Regions from separate parts of the Gossypium hirsutum genome. Here all the other regions are linked to region 2. A link is a contact called in public Hi-C data. All regions are on one chromosome and are shown on one strand. Each heading gives the region's core, a stretch centred on a gene start, on an enhancer-like site or on the middle of the called end of the contact. The rest is flanking DNA. Distances are from core to core; before and after follow the strand shown. Region 1 holds the start of LOC107948940. Region 2 holds the start of LOC107948595 (trihelix transcription factor GT-3b). Region 3 holds the start of LOC107948591 (protein MET1, chloroplastic).

The links. A called contact is a pair of places that touch in the nucleus more often than the background predicts.
Region 1: a Hi-C map of leaf shows a contact between it and region 2, with 4 times the contacts expected there. The contact joins the promoter of LOC107948940 here to the promoter of LOC107948595 in region 2. A contact is called at or near these places in 7 of 34 Hi-C or Micro-C datasets (callus, leaf and petal).
Region 3: a contact with region 2 is called in a Hi-C map of leaf, with 2.1 times the contacts expected there. The contact joins the promoter of LOC107948591 here to the promoter of LOC107948595 in region 2. A contact is called at or near these places in 3 of 34 Hi-C or Micro-C datasets (all in leaf).

Annotation. Positions count from the first base shown.
Region 1 is chrA04:77,428,038-77,430,737 of Gossypium_hirsutum_v2.1, forward strand. LOC107948940 reads right to left here and starts at 1,297. Exons shown (of 2, transcript XM_041111406.1): 1 at 52-1,297. The coding sequence starts at 1,160. The coding sequence ends at 342. LOC121228167 (a long non-coding RNA gene) reads left to right here. Exons shown (of 4, transcript XR_005925698.1): 2 at 86-274; 3 at 383-497; 4 at 801-940.
Region 2 is chrA04:77,278,894-77,281,593 of Gossypium_hirsutum_v2.1, forward strand. LOC107948595 (trihelix transcription factor GT-3b) reads left to right here and starts at 1,404. Exons shown (of 3, transcript XM_041111404.1): 1 at 1,404-1,598; 2 at 1,723-2,013; 3 at 2,106-2,700. The coding sequence starts at 1,729. The coding sequence ends at 2,642.
Region 3 is chrA04:77,139,763-77,142,462 of Gossypium_hirsutum_v2.1, forward strand. LOC107948591 (protein MET1, chloroplastic) reads right to left here and starts at 1,374. Exons shown (of 7, transcript XM_016883202.2): 1 at 450-1,374; 2 at 1-86. The coding sequence starts at 829.

The DNA.
Region 1 (2,700 bases), core at 47-2,546, 150 kb after region 2:
TTTACAATTTCTGAACATGTAAAATATCATTCCCATATATCCTTTGCTTACTTGACACTAACTCCATGCTGCAATTTGCTAGCAGAGGCAACCGCACCAGTAATCAAATTCGGTCAACTCCTTCGAATTTTATTTTTCAAGGTTTACCTGTAGATTTGAAGGATAAAAACTCTGGATTTTGCACAAAGTACCCACCAAGTTGGTTTTTGTTTTCAAACATTCCATGTGTGGAATCCCCCAAGTTCATCAGCTACTTGGTGCAACATTAAATCAAGTATTTGCTCCTCAAGCTTCACACAGATTTCTTCAAAGTCTTCAAACGTGAAAAGTTTCTTCGTTATCTAATTTGAGAATTTTATATCTTCATCTGTCATTTTGCTAGGTCTATCCACCAACTCCATGAAATACGCAGTCTCCTCGTTTTTCGTCGACTCAAAATCATTGACATAGAGGACAGAAACTGGGCTTAAACTTGAACTTGAGCCCTCCGAGTTACTGTCAGTATACTCAACTTTCCTAACTGCAGATTGATTTTTTTTCTTCGTCTTAACAGATACTTCCTCCAATGGAGTTTTTGCCTTTGAATTTACACCAATGCAGCCACTGGACTTCAAAGATTGTTTACTAGAAACTCTCCTTGGCTCGTTTTTAAGCTTAGATATCTTCTTGTTTTTCTTCTTGGAACATACTTTCTCTCTTACATTCACATTTTGCTTAACATTCTTACCACTTGATCCATTTACTCTTTGGGATTTCCATTTCCTTGGCTCAGACATTGTTTCTTGATTGTGCTGCAACAGCTGCGGACTTTGCGGTAGCTCCTGAAACGACGTCGACGTTTTCACTCGACGATGAGTGGCTTTTGTTAAATCAAAATCCAGCATATAATCCATGAAATTGGCTGACTTGCTCCGAGGAACTGAACTTGGAGTTTTGCCTCTACAAACCCAGTTGTTGTCTGGCAATGTGTCCAGCCCCATTAGCCTAGCCACTATCCCAGGACCACTTTCAGATGCTTGGACTTGAGCCTTAGCCATGATATCAACGGCGTTTAACTCTATAATGGGGACTGATGGATGTGTTTCAGGAGTCCCCGAACAAAAAAGCCGGCGGAAAACGGCGGAGAAACACCCAGAACTTGAACTTTTTGTGTTCCTCATGGCTTACCAGCACCAAAAAAATAATGAATAGCTGAAATGTAGTGAAGTTAGTGAGAATCACAAATTTGCTTCCGTGATTGTGAGATGATGATTATGATAATGATGAATAATGGCTCAAAATATAGTCAGCAAAAACAAGGGGGACGACGGGCTTCGATTTTGACTCGTACAAATGAGTTTTTTAAACTTGGATTAATTGCTCCAAACATCCTCAATTTATAGTCTAAGTTTAAAATTGATCCTTTAACTTCAAAACATTTTAATTGAATTATCAAAATATCAAATATCATATAATAAGATATTTCCATCTAGTTAACCTTCAACTTGAACATTAATACTAGCTCGGATTTAACATTTTTGATTTGATATATTAAAAAAGAATTGAATGTGTCCTTAAAATTTAAGAGAGAGATTTCTTTTTTCTTTCATTTTATCATATATTAAATCTAAATGATCTAATGTGATAGCCATGTCCTTAAAATTTTATCATGTGTTTTAAATATATTCTATGTGAAATTTGGACTAGATTTAACATTTAATTGACAAAGAAGGTAATGGAAGTACAATAATTTGAAACTTGAGGATTAATTTAGAATTTAGAGTATATTTTGGGTATGTCTTGTGGTATTAACCCTAAATAGTTTTGTAATTTGATTCATATGCCAGGTAGAAAGGTCGGTCTATAATCTGTACACCCAAAGACTAAAGCTAGGTTTGGTCGTCGGGTTCACATTAGAAAACGAGAAAAGCACTAGACCTACGCGCAATTAAGTGGCGTACAGAATGTAGAAGCATTAAGACGAAGAGGATCAGCCGTGCTTTGACTACGCGCCATGATTGGAGAGTAAGAGGAATAAATAAATAGGGTAAGCAGTGTTTGGGCAGCCGAAGTTGTGGACTTTTGATTTTGGAGCAGAGGATGGAGGTGTTGACCTAGGTAGCGCGTATTCACAATCACCGACTTTGGTCGCTGCTGCTGCTGATGGGGACGCCTTCTAAGAAATTTCTTTCTGCTCATAGTTCTTTTGAGTTGATGACTCGACTTAATTTTTTTAATTTGTTATTAAGACTTGGTTGGTTTTTCTTTTAATATAAAATATTTATTTTTACATCTAGATAATGTAATTGTAAATTAAATAAAAAAAAGAATTTGTGTAGAGTAAATTATTATTTATACGTTAAAGGTTTAATGCATAATTTGTTACTTAAGTTTGATTTTTTTTAATATGGTATTTATATTATTTTTTAGTGTTTAATATGAATTTTAGAGTTAATTTGATAAAAATTTTATAATTAGCTAATAATTTCAACAATTAACTTTTATCAAATCAACTCTAAAATCGGAATTAAATCACATTCATCGGACTATATTTGACAAATTAAACGTAAAATTAAACAAATTCACAATTAATACTAAAATTATTTTTTTTGAAATCATTAAAAATTCAAATCTAATAATATTAGAAATCAACTTTCATCAAATCAACTCAAAAACTCGAATTAAACACTAAAAAGCTAACATTGCTACCTTTGGGTATCA
Region 2 (2,700 bases), core at 154-2,653:
CTTTAACTGAAAAAATTAGTGGAGATTAACTTTAACGGTCAACTGTTAAAGTTAACTGCCAAATAACCTTTTTGATTTTGACAGTACTTATAAGTGCAAAAAAAATATAAGGACTTAATCGTATTTTTTGAAAAAGTTTGAGGACTTTTTTTATGCATTTAAAAAATTCAAGTACCTAATTGAGTGAAAAAGAAAAAAAGTAGGAACTTAATTTTTATTTTTTTAAATTTAAGAACTATTTACAGGCCTTTATTTTTCATAAGTTTTTAATAAATATATTTTTAAACTAATTTTTTTATCCTAATAGTGGGTATGTCATGATCGCCCATGATTGTGGGCTAGAAATACCATGTAAAAATATATGTATAAAAATTTTACATTAAAATAAAGTGAAAAGCTAAAAATTTAAAATTCATGTGATCTAAAATTAAATTCTATTACATTATTATTTTACTTAAAAATGAAAAGAGAAAAATATACTTATACTTAGAGGTGATCATGAGTCGGGTCGGGTTGGGTCATAATAGATTTTTAAGCTTAGGATTGGTTTGATCTAAAAAATGAGCCTAAAATTTTGGTTAAGTTCGATACAGATAAAAATGCTAAAACCCACGATTGACTCACCCATAGTAAATTTTTTTATATTATTATTATATAATTTTTTTAAAATATAATACATATTTATACTTAAATGACACTAAGATAAGTACAACTTAGTAAGTAAATGTATTTAAAATAGTAGTAAAATTAATAATAAAATAAGAGTTATACAATATTGAAACAATAACAATAAAATACTAACAATATAATAGCGATACGAAACTAAAACAATAGCAAAAAGCAATAACTTCTTTCTTTTTTTTTTTACAAATTCAAGTTGACCTAGGACAAAAAAAAGCTTACTTGAGCTCAGACCTGTTTAAAAAACGAACATCTTGTTTTTACCCAAGCCTATTTTTTGAATTTATATATTTTTTAAATCTTTTTTATTTTTTCGAGCCGAATGTAGATCTAATTATACTAATATTTGCTTCTTTGTAACAATAATTTAATTTAAAATTATATTTAGTATTAACAATATACATCGAAAGTAAGTTAAAAATATAAAATCCTGGATCGTCAGCGTGACGCCGCGTGAACGCAATGGGAACAAATAGTCCACAAAAAAAAAATCAATAATAATATTTAAAAAGTGAAAAGAAATGAAAAAGAGATAAAAGAGTTTACGCGTAGACAGATAGAGACGGAGAGAGAGACTATTGTATTGGTAAGGGAAAAAAGAATGAGAGGAATTTAAGGGCAAATATATATATTTGTTTAAAGCCTCGATTTTTTCTAATTTAGTTGTAATTAATTTAATATAATTATTGAATACTATTTTTTAGAAAAACCTATAGTTTTCATTTTCTTGAATCTGAACGAATAATAAAAAGGCTCCACTTTGACACCTAAGCTCTTTACATATCTATCGATCTTTCTCCTGTTTTTTTTCTTAATTTTTTAAAATTTTATTTTTTGGTTGAGGTTTCTTCAGGGTTTCTTCTTCTCGATGGTTCACACTTGTTGTGTTCACACCATATCCACATAAATCTTTCCTGGTTTTTTTTTTGTCTCTATCTTTTTCTTTCTTTTTTTCCTTTTCTGGATCAGTAATCTTTTGTTGGGTGTAAAGAAAAAAAACTTAATAATCTCAGGGGATTTGTCTGGTTTTGCGTTTAATAGTTGTTTATGGAGGGACATCATCGCCATCATCATCATCAGCAGCAGCAACATCTGCAGCAACAACAACAGCCTGTAAGTGTCAACGTTGAAGCTGATAGGTTTCCTCAATGGAGTGTTCAAGAGACAAAGGATTTTTTAATGATCAGAGCAGAGCTGGATCAAAGTTTCATGGAGACCAAAAGGAACAAGCTGCTTTGGGAAGTTATCTCCACCAGGATGAGGGAAAAGGGTTATAATCGAAGCGCTGAACAGTGCAAGTGCAAGTGGAAAAACCTCTTTACTCGTTACAAGGTACCAAATATTCGATTCACTATTCAACCCTTTTTCTTTTTATTTCCCTGTTTTTGTTTTTAACTTGAATGAAAAAGTAAAACCCTATTCAGGGATGTGGAACGGTTGACGCAGAAATTGTGCGGCAACAGTTCCCGTTTTACGACGAGTTGCAGGCCATATTCACGGCGAGGATGCAAAGTGTTCTATGTTCGGAAAGTGAAGGCGGAGGAGCTACGGGGTCGAAAAAAAAGGCAGCACAGGCGCAGCTATCTTCCGACGAGGAAGACGATACGGAGGAAAACGAGTACAGCTTTAGGAAGAAGAAGAAAGGGAAAACTGGTGGTGGGAGTAGTAGTACGAGCGGCAGCATTAATATAAAGGAAATGTTAGCGAACTTCATGAGGCAACAGTTGCAGATGGAAATGCAATGGAGGGAAGCTTTGGAGTCGAGAGAAAACGAGAGGCGGATGAAGGAAATGGAGTGGAGGCAAACCATGGAAGCCCTTGAAAACGAGAGGATAATGATGGAGAGAAGGTGGAGGGAAAGGGAAGAACAAAGGAGAATAAGGGAAGAAGCTAGGGCTGAGAAGAGAGATGCTCTCATTACTGCACTTCTAAACAAGCTTAGAAGAGAAGATCAAATGTAGTGCAACTCCCGAAGATTCACTCTAGTCTCCCCAGCAGTCTCATTTTATGGATGACCTG
Region 3 (2,700 bases), core at 124-2,623, 140 kb before region 2:
TAAGCAATGGACCAATTCTCTGGCGGATGGTGTACATTGTCCTCCCATATTCGGCGGCCGGCCATATTTCTGTTCCAAACACTGCACTGCATTCCCATAAATGGTTCATTAAGTCACCTTCTAATTTTAACACTCTATGAGACCGAGAGCTTGAACATTAACCAGATATTCAATTACAACACTCAGTGACAAAATTTGATTCATGTGATAAAAATGGTTGAAGGTGTGAGAAAGGGTCACGGTGAAACATTAATCCGAGGCAAATTGCCCATAAATTGACACTGGTAGAGTCTTTTGATGGGCAGCTGGCAATCTTTCATTTCATTAATACATTAGTGTGGCAATGCCTTCTAAAGTCCACACCTCTTAATTAGCAATAGTAGGTTGGCTATGGGTGCTATCAGCAGGTTTGCTTTTGCTAATGAAAAAGAATGAATAGAAAAGCTAACCTGGTGGCAAGTACTTTGTCCCCAACGGTGAAAACCCCAGCCTTGTCAGCAGCTCCACCAGGCTGAATAGCATCAATGTAAGTCCCACCATCTCTGCCTTTTCTGAATTTGAGCCCATAAGGCTGCTCAATCTCTACCTCATACTCCTCGTACTGCTGCTCTTCCTGCTCTGTGGTTTGGGACTCACCTTCCGATGCTTTCGCTACCAAAATCCATGGCTTTAGCTGCTCCTTGCCACTGCAGAAAGACGCTGAACACTTGCTGTTGAATCTAACTCCTACATGCCTGGTTGAAGAAAGGAGAGGTTGAGTGGCTCTGTGTAAGGGTGAGCAAGTGTTAGAGCAGAGATAGGAGGGATAAGTGGTGGGAGCCAAAGCCATGGTTGTATTGCTATTTGCTACGCTAACAAAACAGAAGGTTTTTTAACTTTTGAGTGGCTCTGGTAACAGTGAGCAAGTGTTAGAGCAAGGATAGGAGGGATAAGTGGTGGGAGCCAATGCCATGGTTGTATCACAGGAATGATATGATTGGTCGGAAACCAGATGTGGATTGGATTCGTTAATTTTCTATTGAACCAAATGAAAGCACGTGGCACTCCCAGATCCAGCAATTTCTTCCCATACGTATAAAAAAGGAAAGAGATTTACAATATATTTCATTATCCAAACCAAAGAGAAAGAAATTCCCACATTCAAGAATGGAAAAAGAACAGACTTTTATAGAAGTATTGAATCAGATCGAAAAAAAGGAAAAGCCAAAGAAGAAATATAGCAGGGGGGGCAGTGTGAGAGTTTATGAATTCTCCATTCCAAGAATTGGCAGAGCGAAAGAGAGGGGTTTTTTACGGTTCCTGAAAAAATTGCCACAGTAAAACTTACCTACTTTAATGCAGCCACCAATATATATATATTATAAAAAAGAAATCAGCGCAGTGCATCACCCAAAGACAGCGAGACCTTAAAAGAAGGGAAAAGAAAAATCTCTCTCTCCTCCTCTCATCTCACTCAATGGTCTACACAGCTATTGAACAAAAGATAATAATTTCATTCATGAGAGAGAATTACAAGAGGATTTTGAGATAATCAGGAATAGAAAAATTCCAGAAAGGGGATAAGAGCCTAACTTAGTTCTCTTTACCACCCAGTCAGCTACTCTATTTCTTGATCTCAGTACATTATTGTCGGAATAAATTTTCCTGTAAATTAAAAGAAACAAAAATAAATATCAGCAGAAGAAAAAAATGAAATAATTGTTAGTGAAGTTACTTTTTTTTATTCAGTTGATTTTTATTCAGTTGAAGTGTTATTTAAATACATGAAAAATATAACAATTACATTCTAGAATTAAGAAACTACCCGATTTCATGATCAACAAACTTCTAAAATTAGTTAAAATAATGAAACGGTTTAAAAAATGAAAAAAAAATAGTAAAATTTGTTTTGACCAAATCTTGCAGCAGCTGAAGTACAACTTCAACATTCCTCATTGCTTTGGTTGCAGCAAACTCCAAGTTTCTCTCTAAGAAACTTAAACTTGCTTCTTGGTAAGGGTTTTGTAAATATATCAACTAGTTGAAATTCAAATTTGCAATACTTTAAACCAACTAAACCTTCTTTCTGCACTTCTCTAAGAGAAAGTAATTTGATATTGAAGTGTTTCGTTTTCCTATGAAAAACAAGATTGTTAGAGATAGAAATTGTAGCTTGATTATCAACGAACGCTTCTGTGCATCCTTCTTGTTTCAGATTCAAATCCACTAAAACTTTTCTTAACCAAAAAGCTTGATTGACAACAACACTAGCTGCAAAAATTCAGGTTTTGTTGTAGATTGTGACGCCATATTATGCTTTTTGCAACACCATAAGAACACACCTGAATCAAACTCGAAACAGTAACTTGAAGTGCTTTTCAAATTATCAAGTGAACCTCCCTAATCATTATTTGAATACCCTTGCAAAACATAATCTTGATTTGCACAAAATTCGGTTCCATAATCCAATGTCCCTCTCACATATCTAGGGACTCTTTTAGCAATTGTAAGATGTGTTTCAGTTGCACAAATCATAAATCTGGATACTAGACTTATAAAATGTAAGATATCAAGTCTTGTAGTCATTAGATACATCAGGCAATCAACTAGACTTTTGTAGAAGTTTTCATCGACTTTTCAGCTTTATCTTCTTTGCGACTTTTGGAGTATCTACACTCTTGCATTCATCTATTCTAGATTTTTTCAGAATTTCCTTAGCAT